Linked DNA regions of Sus scrofa: region 2 is linked to region 1. Evidence: chromatin contacts called from public HiChIP or PLAC-seq data. All regions are on one chromosome and are shown on one strand. Each heading gives the region's core, a stretch centred on a gene start, on an enhancer-like site or on the middle of the called end of the contact. The rest is flanking DNA. Distances are from core to core; before and after follow the strand shown. Region 1 holds the start of ZNF12 (zinc finger protein 12). Region 2 holds the start of DAGLB (sn1-specific diacylglycerol lipase beta).

The links. HiChIP or PLAC-seq counts read pairs in DNA pulled down with a chosen protein or histone mark.
Region 2: a contact with region 1 is called in an H3K27ac HiChIP or PLAC-seq map of alveolar macrophages. The contact joins the promoter of DAGLB here to the promoter of ZNF12 in region 1. A contact is called at or near these places in 1 of 5 promoter capture datasets (liver) and 1 of 2 datasets of contacts at active chromatin or transcription factors (alveolar macrophages).

The regions. Positions count from the first base shown.
Region 1 is chr3:4,451,886-4,456,420 of Sscrofa11.1, reverse strand. It overlaps ZNF12 (zinc finger protein 12), which reads right to left and starts at 1,410. Exons shown (of 5, transcript XM_005653056.3): 1 at 912-1,410.
Region 2 is chr3:4,740,118-4,745,219 of Sscrofa11.1, reverse strand. It overlaps DAGLB (sn1-specific diacylglycerol lipase beta), which reads right to left and starts at 3,338. Exons shown (of 16, transcript XM_021086077.1): 1 at 3,135-3,338; 2 at 272-423. The coding sequence starts at 3,229.

The DNA of each region.
Region 1 (4,535 bases), core at 161-2,660:
CAGTGAAGCTATGGAAGAATTCACCAAGGAAACGCTTTCATACAGGGCACCTGTGCTCAGGCTCCATGAGAGAAATCTGGGGGAGATTGTCTTTACCCTGTAGAAGGTCCTGGAAGAGTCAAGAGGGAGCCCTCACCCACACACCTGTAACTCCCACTTGTCAGTGGTGATTGTGTGGGTACATTTTCTCATCAGTGAATGACCACAGAACCCTATTACAATAATCCTCCAATATTAAATATAAAATTTAATAAACAGTTATAGACGTCTCTTCTTACTAACCCCCATTAACAACTCAAACTCAGAAAATCCAAAGATGCTCTGAGTAAAGGGATACAAGCAGGAGCGGCTCAGACTTTCAATTACCTGGACAAGTATCGTACATCGCACTGTAAGCGCGACGCTCAAAAAAACTTTTTATTGAGAAACTAACTTTAAGTGGACAGACCACTGGCCTGCGACTTTGAGTCCTGTAAGCAATCCCACCTACAGACCCGGTGACCTGGCACAAGTTCCTCCCTTCTCAGGTCCAATCTCCTCTACCCTCAACCAAGGCAGTAGGACAGGTGCCTCGCAGATTCATTCCTCACTCCACTGTGTGGTTCTGCAGGGCAGAACCTGGAGAGGAGTCAGCGGACACTTACATTAGAGAACCACGGTGCTGATGGGCCTTTACAGACCCGTGCGGAATCCCTAGAGAGCGAGGGGCAGGAGTGTAGGGATGTGGAGAAAGGAGGGGACGCAGCACGTCCGCGGCGGAGCCTCTAACCACTGCTCCCCCAGGACCCCCGGAACTCCCAGCCGGCCCTGCCCTTTGATCTCTGGGAAGCGGTGAAACCCTCCTGGTTGCTCTCTCCTGGGGCTCGGGGTGGGCTTCCTCCAACCCTGCTACCCGCCGATGCACGACTTACCTGTCGGGACTCGCTGACCCGCCCGGGGCTCCCGAAGCTCCAGGCCGGGGGTGGCTCCTCCGGCGAGTGCCTCTCCCGGGGTCCCTCCTCTCCGCTTCTCGAGGTCGCTGGGCTCGAGGAGCCGACTCTGGGCCTAGGGGACAAGCTCCCTTCAGGAGAACTTCCCTTCCTGAGGCCTAAGTCGACCTCCAGGGACCTCACCGTCCCGCGCGCTACAGACGGTCGGGCCCGGGCCCGGCCGCCCCTGCCCGCCTGGCCCCTCAGCCCCTCCTGCCCAGGCCGGGGGCTCCGGGGCTCGAGCTCGGAAGTCCCCGCTCGAGCCTCCACCCGGCCCGCGCGAACCCTCGCCCGCACAGCCCGCACCCGCTGGGTGCAGGCCCCGCCGGACGGCGCCCAGCCCCGCAGGCCCCAGAACCCTCGCCAGCCGGAGGCCAGAGCCTGGGAACGAAGGCCAGCGGCGACCGGGGCACCGACAGGAAACGGCTGCGGCGAGGCGGCAGTGCGCAGGCGCGAACACGCGCCCAGGGCGAGGCGCACAAACACTGGAGGGCGCCGGAAGTCCGCCTGCCAGGGCTCACAGCGAGGAGCCAGACACGCCGCCGGACTCTATTGCCCATAAGCCTCTGCGCCGTCAAGTTAGGGAACGTCGTAAATGTATCCGCTTCATCAGGCGGTTAAGAGGTGCTGTGCTGAGAGGACTGGCTGCCTGGAGCGGGAACTCAAGTCGCATTTGTCTTCGTTCCTGTTAAGGATCAAGGAAAGGTGTGACCTCAAGCAGGGCTGTTTGATGGCCTCCTGGAGCCCTGATGCTTAGCATGCCTGAGATATTTCTGGTTAGAACTGAGATTTCCCCATAACCAGGAGAGGAGAAGGAGTTTATCTTGTTCACGTAACTGAAATACTGGAAGTTTTCATTAAAACTAAAAGTTTGGAATAAAATAAATGCCCAGACATGATATAAAATAATATTCCCAAGGGCATAAGGTTTATCCAAGGAAGGAAAAGAAAACAGACATTGTAGCTTATCTAGATTACACAACTAACGCATTAAAAACTGCAGAAAAATCGGAAGTTCCCGTCGTGGCTCAGGGGTTTACGAATCCAACTAGGAACCATGAGGTTGCGGGTTCGATCCCTGGCCTCGCTCAGTGGGTTAAGGATCCGGCATTGCTGTGGTGTGGGTCGCAGACACGGCTCGGACCCCGAGTTGCTGTGGCTGTGGTGTAGGCTGGTGGCTACAACTCCGATTTGACCCCTAGCCTGGGAACCTCCATATGAGGGTGCGGCCCTCAAAAACCGTAGAAAAATCAACTAGAGAAAAAAACAACAGGAGTTCCTTCATGGCTCAGTGGTTGGAGACCCAACTAGCATCCATGAGGACACAGGTTCCATCCCTGGCCTCGTTCAGTGGGTTAAGGATCCAGCGTTGCCATGAACTGTGGTGTAGGTCGCAGACACAACTCAGATCCCCAGGTTGCAGTGGCTGTGGTGTAGGCTGGTGGCTACAGCTCCCATTGGACCCCTAGCCTGGGAACCTCCCTATGTCATGGGTGCGGCCCTAAAAAGACAAAAAGACCAAAAAAAAAAAAAAAAAAAAGAGAGAGAGAGAGAGAAAAAAAAAACCCCACAGATACTGGGGATCTTAGCAGTCAAAGAGGATAGTGTAAAATCATAAGGACGATGATTTATCACTTTTTTGGGGAAATAATGTAACTGTGTTCTTGGCCAACTTTTTCTTCAAAGCTGGTATGGAAAAAATTAAAATAAAATTTTCCACCCACTTCTAGAAAATCCTCTCCACAAATGTAGAAATAAAACTTCTATTGTTAAGTAATCATTAAACCAGACTGTGTTGCACATCACAGGCAAACTACTAATGAGAGTGCAAATAAAATGATCTTCTTTTTTTTTTTTTTTTTTTTGGCCGCGCCCACGGCATGAGGACTTTCCACGGGCCAGGGATGGAACCCTGCACCACAGCAGTGACCTGTGCCACAGCAGTGACACTACCAGGTCCTTAACTGCTAGGCCACTAGGGAACTCCTAAACCTCATCTTTTTATATCGCTCAGCAGATAATATCCAATGCATACATGTTCTCAAGATAAATGGTAACTTGTCTCATGTGAAAGGACTTGACAGCACCCTAACTTGCAGAGATCGTACCAAATTCATCCCATAATCGGAGTGGCTCTTCCCTGCTAGTTAATACACTTTATCCAAAAGAAAAAGAAAAAAAAAGTCTATCTCTATGACAAGCAGGTTGTTACAGCTCTAAGTGTCTGGCATGAAGCCTAAACTCCCCTGGCAACATAGAAAGAGATAAAGAGATAGTTCTGGTTCTTAACAAAAGCATCTCTGGTTGTAAGGCTGGCAAGGGAGTGATTTAGCTTAGATACATGTGAAAGGGACAGAGAAAGTATTTATACTACAAGTTTCTGGAGGAAGTGCTCTAGAAACGGAAGTAAGCACCGATGCATCTAAATGAATGAGCACGAAACCCATTTTCCTGATTCCCCCAGCCGAACTGCTGCATTAAATTGATCCAGCACCAAATGTGCACTTCTCCAAAACTGCTCTTCAAAGAGGCTGCTTAAAGCCAGGAGCGGACTTTTCCTGGTTCTTGCTGCTGCTGAGTGTGGCCTGTGCCGGAATTCTCACCGAGGAAACGACACGACCACACCTTGTCTGTGCCTGAGCCTGGAAAACCTCCAGGGGCGTTTCTCTGAGAGCTTTTTCCATTTTCACCAGCTGGAGGATGTCCGCAGCCCGGAGCAGCTTGGAAGCGCCGCGCATGAGCAGTGCCGCCCTCAGTCTGCATCCGGCCGCCAGTTCTCACCTCCTCCACGTGAGCTGCCCGGGTCTCCGCGGAAGACTGGGGTGCCCTCTGTACCTCACTCCTCTCTGCCGGGGGGGGGTGAACCCCAGCTGCTGTGACCACCTCAACACCCAACTCTGTCCCTTCAGCCCGGAGACACACTGGGGTCCTCAGGCCCCTTGCCCTGAACTGTGGCCTGGATTCTCTTTGGAAGTATGGTACAAGTTTTGTTGAGGAAATCCTCTAAAAAAGGGAATAAATATTGATTTATTCAGATGAGTGGGATGTCCAGCCCTCTCCCTCTCTCCAAATGGCTAAAACTGTCATTTCATGTATGTCCCCATTTTAAGCTTGTTTGAGCTGGGATGATAAACCTAGATCCCGTGATTCCACTTTGACCAGAAGCAGCGAACGTCCGCCTTTGACTTTGGCTTCATTACGATCTCTTCATATATGGGTACTTAGACTATAAAGACTTTAGACTATTTAGACTTTAAAATAAAAATGTAGGAGTCCCATCATGACTCAGCAGAAACGAATCTGACTAGCATCCATGAGGATGCAGGCTCCATCCATTGCTGGCCTCGATCAGTGGGTTAAGATCCAGCATTACGGTGAGCGGTGGTGTAGGTCACAGACGTGGCTCAGAACCCACATGGCTGTGGCTGGGGCATAGGCTTAGCTGCAGCTCTGATTCAACCCCTAGCCTGGGAACTTCCATACGGCCTGCAGGTGCAACGCTAAAAAAGCAAAAAACCAAAACCAAAAAAAAAAAATTCCAAGAAATAGAATATAAAGCTTTTTGTT
Region 2 (5,102 bases), core at 2,089-4,588, 290 kb before region 1:
AAAGCTCTAACAGGAAGCAGAGGAGTGGCTGCTTAGAGCTGAGGGAGTTGGGGGGAAAAGAGGAAGTTATTTCTAACGGGTACAGGATTTCCTTTGGGGGTGAGGACACGCTCTGTGACTGATCACGGGAGAGGATGCAAACTCTGTGAACGTACCAAAAAGATCACTGGGCTGTGCCCTTTAAAGGCTGAATTGTAATGACATGTGGATTTTATCTCAATAACGCGGTTAAAAAAAGAATAGGCGTCAAAGAGAAAAGACGACTCTTTACCTCTCATGCTGACACACACGATGGCAGACATGGTGCATATGATAAGTGCCAGGAGGACAATAAGCACAATCAGGTAACTGCTGAGCAGGGCACCACCGGGGCAATTCAGCTTCCCTCTGTGCTGGAGGTACAGGGCCAGAATGCCAATCCACCTGCCGAGAAACACGAAGGCTCAGAAACGGAATAGAAGGAGCTGCTTTGTAACACACGACGAAAGGCAATTAAAGGAGTTAAAAGTTTCCAAAACAAGGCGAGGTGCACTTTATTCATTTATTTATCTACTTATTTATGGCCACATCCAGGGCATGCGGGCGTTCCTGGCCAGGGATGGAACCCGCACCACAGCAGTCAAGGTTCTCTTTAGAATTTAACCTCCATTGGAGTTCCCGTCATGGCTCAGTGGTTAACGAACTCCACCGGCAACCATGAGGATGTGGGTTCAATCCCTGGCCTCGCTCAGTGGGTCAAGGATCCGGCGTTGCCTTGAGCTGTGGTGTAGGTCGCAGACGCCGCTCTGATCCCGTGTTGCTGTGGCTGTGGTGTCGGCCAGCAGCTGTAGCTCCGATTGGACCCCTAGCCTGGGAACCTCCATATGCCCTAAAAAGACCAAAAAAACAAAAACAAACAAACAAAAAAAAACTTAACCTCCATCAAGAGAAGATTTACTGAGTCAACTGAAGAGTATGGCTTATAAAAAATTTTTTTGTTTTATTCTTTCTATGCTTACATCATTGTTCTCATTCTATACCCACAGTAACATATTTAAAGCTGTAAACAAGCAAATGCAACATTGTCGCGAGACATGTTTCTACAATATTTTCTTAGCCTCTTTGCTGAAAACTCCATCTTGTCCTGCTTTACTTTATCCCATCTTCCCGCTTGAAAAACAGTCGCAGTGCTGGTAAATGACTTAAGCTGAAGAACAAAGATCTAAAGGCATAAGTTATTCATAGGGTCAGCGGAATGAGGACTTAATGCGTTGGTCTAGGCTCGCTGGACCTGTGCAGACTGGTTTGCACAGTATGATACGTCCTCTTAAGAATAAAAGAGGAGTCTCATGGCCTCAAGCGGTTTGTAAGGGGTCCTTAGCAGGATATGCATTAGCAAGGAGAACCAAGGTGCAAACCTAGGCACACGTCTACAGAAGCACAGTGGCGATTCTCTAGATGCTATGCATAGATAGCTGATGACAAGCTTCCTCAAATGCTAACGATTGTTAAATGCCTAAATGTCAGAATAAAAGCTTAATCAGCAACCGGCTATGTGACTTTTAAAATAACTTAAAAAACCTATATCCTGCACCTACAACCCCCTTCTCACTTGACGTCACCCTAAAGAGCACAATCAAAGCAGTGTGGTTTCTTGAGGCTGTGCTCTTGGTCCCTGAGACCTTGAGTTCCCCTGGTTCCCACTTTTACTTAAGATAAATGTCTCTGTGTCTTGTTTTATGTTAACTTTTTCCTTAAGTTTCACAGCACCCGTTCTTCAGCCCCATCCTGCTCAGCTGGTCTCGGCACAACATGAACTGCTGGAACACAGACCCATCATAACCCCAAGAGAGGCACCTGGTAAACCAACAAAGTATATGCTTGTTCAATTATCAACAAGAGAATTCATACCTCCGTGAATTAATAAGACACTGACAAACACATGGCAATCTGTGGTGTGTGGTGCAAAACAAGAGGATGGGAACCCAGCTATGGAAAGAAGTTCTGCGGTGAATACTGATAAACTTGAAAGGACAAGGACTGTGGACCCATTTAAGTATATTTTGTAACTCAGTGCGAACGATGAAACACAGCACCAGCAATGCAACAGTGACTTTTCACAAGAATAATTTCAGCAGCAGGCACAGCACCATTGGGCAAGGTCACCATATTAAGAAACTGGCCAGAAGGGGAAGTGGATTAGGGTAACTTTTGGGGGGGAGGGGGCCATACCTGCAGCATATGGAAGTTACCAGGCTAGGGGCTGAATCAGCTACAGCCGCTGGCCTACACCACAGCTTGCCCAAGATCAGATCCTTAACCCACTGACTGAGGCCAGGGATCGAACCCGAATCCTCAGGGATACTAGTTGGGTTCTTAACCCACTGAGCCACAGCAGGAACTCATGGGGTAACTTCCTATGCTTTTGTCATTTGGGGGGGATGATGACTGCGTCTAGAAATAATAACAGGAAATGATCTGGAAAGACTTGGCTCTGAAAGCCATGAAACAACTGAGAAGCAGCTCATAACATTTCATGTTTTTATATATTCTTTTCCCCTCCAAAATCTACTTTTTTTTTAATATTAATAGTTAAACATTATTACTCTTTGCTCAGACCTTCTGGGGACAGACTTCGGGCACCTGATTCTACTTCTCACGGATTCCACACTTTGAAAGACTACAATGTAAAATGCTAGGTCTGTATGCCCATCATGGAATTCAGCCACAATCAGCTGCAACTGGCTTAAGAACCGCACGAAGGGTGTTACTGCCAATCTTGCATTTGGCAGATACAAGAGGCTGTGCGGGTCCACGCACCACGCGGGAGTGAAGCAGGCGGCTGCTCCCAGCTCGAGGGCGATCCCAGGTCCGCACGCAGGGGCTGGGGGGTGGGCGTGCGGGGCCCTGCAGCGCGGACAAACCGGTGGCGGGTCCACCCTGGTGACCCCGCGCACGGCCCACCCGCTCTGGGCCTCAGGGTGCCATCTATGAATGGGCAGAGGAATGGCACCCCGCTCCTCGGACAGTGGAGACGACCACCTGCGAGACAGCAGGGCCGGCTCCGGCCCGCAGTCCGGGGACACTGACACTGCCCTCGGCTGCTCGGCCCCCTCCCTCCGGCGCCCCGGCCGCGCACCGCACCCCGTCCTCACCACAGCACTCGCAGGAACAGCTCGAAGACCCCCGGGAAGACCAAGTCGTCGCTGGCGATGGCCCAGCGCCGGCCGAACAGCACCATTCCCGGCATGGCGAGGGTCCCGCCGCCCGGCCCCGCGCCAGCCCGCCGCGCGCCTGCAGCCACCGAGAGCCCCGGGACCTCGCGTCTCCGCCGGCGCCGGACCGGGACTCCGCGCAGGCGCCCGACTCAGCGCACGCGCACTGAGCCCCACGGGGCCGCCGCAGGGACTCTGCGCCTGCGCAGAAGACGCTGGGCCGGAAAATGCTGGAGACCTTCGTCTTCTCACCTGTGAAATCGGTTCAGCTGTTTTCATTTGGAGAGAAGGACTCTTCCTGGCCCGAGGGCGTCGCCAGCCCAGAGGCAGTTAGTGGCAGATTTGCAGCTCACACCCAGGTCTGTGGGGCTGCATGTCTGTGATGCACTTGCTCCGTCTGCCTTCCACCGTCTGGAGTGCGGACTTGGGACCCTTCCCTGGTTCTGGGCCTGAAGCTGAAACCGTGTACCAGACCCTAAGTCCTTGTGTTTTGCAGTAAAAGTCTTTTCCTTTAGCCTCCCAGGCCTCCCCTCAGTCTCGAACACTCAAGAGTTAATGATTAGGGAGTTCCTGTTGTGGCTCCGAGGTAACTAACCTGATTAGCATCCTTGAGGATGCCGGCTGCATCCCTGGCCTCGCTCAGTGGGTTAAGGATCAGGTGTCGCAAGTGAGCTGTGCTATATGGGTCGCGGACCCGGTCAGAGCCTCGTTGCTGTGGCTATGGCAGAGGCGGGCAGTTGCAGCTCCAGTTCGACCCCAAGCCTGGGAACTTCCACATACTGCAGGTGCTGCCCTAAAAAGCAAATAAAAAAATAAAACCACACTCTATGTAAAAAAAAAAAAGTTAATGATTAGTAAAAACATGAGCGTTGTAGCAACATGGAGACACGATGTTACACGCTCTGCCTTGGCTCACTAACTTTATATTGTACCTAGACTCCAGCTTTTCACAAATGATCTCTTCCTTGCTTAATTGCTTTCTTTTACTATAGGTTAATTTCTGCTTCAATTATATTGCCCCTAGTGTTTTATTTTTGCTTTTGAGGGCCGCATCCGCAGCATATGGAGGTTCCCAGGCTAGGGGTCTAATCAGAGCTACAGCTGCCGGCTTGTGGCTTAAGCCACAGCAACACCAGATCTTCGAACTACACCACAGCTCACCGCAACGCAGGATCCTTAACCCACTGAGCGAGGCCAGGGATTGAACCCGAAACCTCATGGTTCCTAGTCGGATTAGTTTCTGCTGTGCCACAACAGGAACTCCGCCCCTCCGCCCCAGCAATTTATTTTGTAATTGAAACACGCCCTAACATCCCTTCCTGTAGGCAATTTTCTTTCCAGAGAAAAGGTCAAGGAACGATAACTCCGAAGACAACCAGAAAGCATCACGGGACTGGCTGACGCTGGACTTCACGACTCTGAAATGATTTGTGGAGGGAGAATAATACAGTCACCTTAATCAATAACCCTATCTTCTGAGATAAACCTATAAAATCTCCTGCTATCCCCTCCCAAGGCAGGGCACAGTTTTGAGGCATTAGCCTGCTGTATCCTCCTTTACCTGGCAAAGCAATAATGCTGTTCTTTCTGCTTCACCCAAAACCCTTGTCTCTGAGATTTCACTGGTGTCGGTGTACAGAGGCTGCATTTTGGCTACAGAGCCACATGCAGCTCAGGGCTGAGGAGTGGAGAGTAGCCCGATCTGCCCACCCCTTCCTCCCAGGCAGGCGTTTCCACAGTGCAGAGGTTCTGACCACTGCTCAGCCTCTTCACTTCCCTCCACCCTTGTCCGAGCCCCCTTCCATGATGTGCCTGGCCCGGCCTCCCCACTGCTCTGCCTCCCACTACCCACTATGGTGCATTGTCCCTGCAACAGCTAGAGTGACCTTGTTGAACCATCAGCCCAGG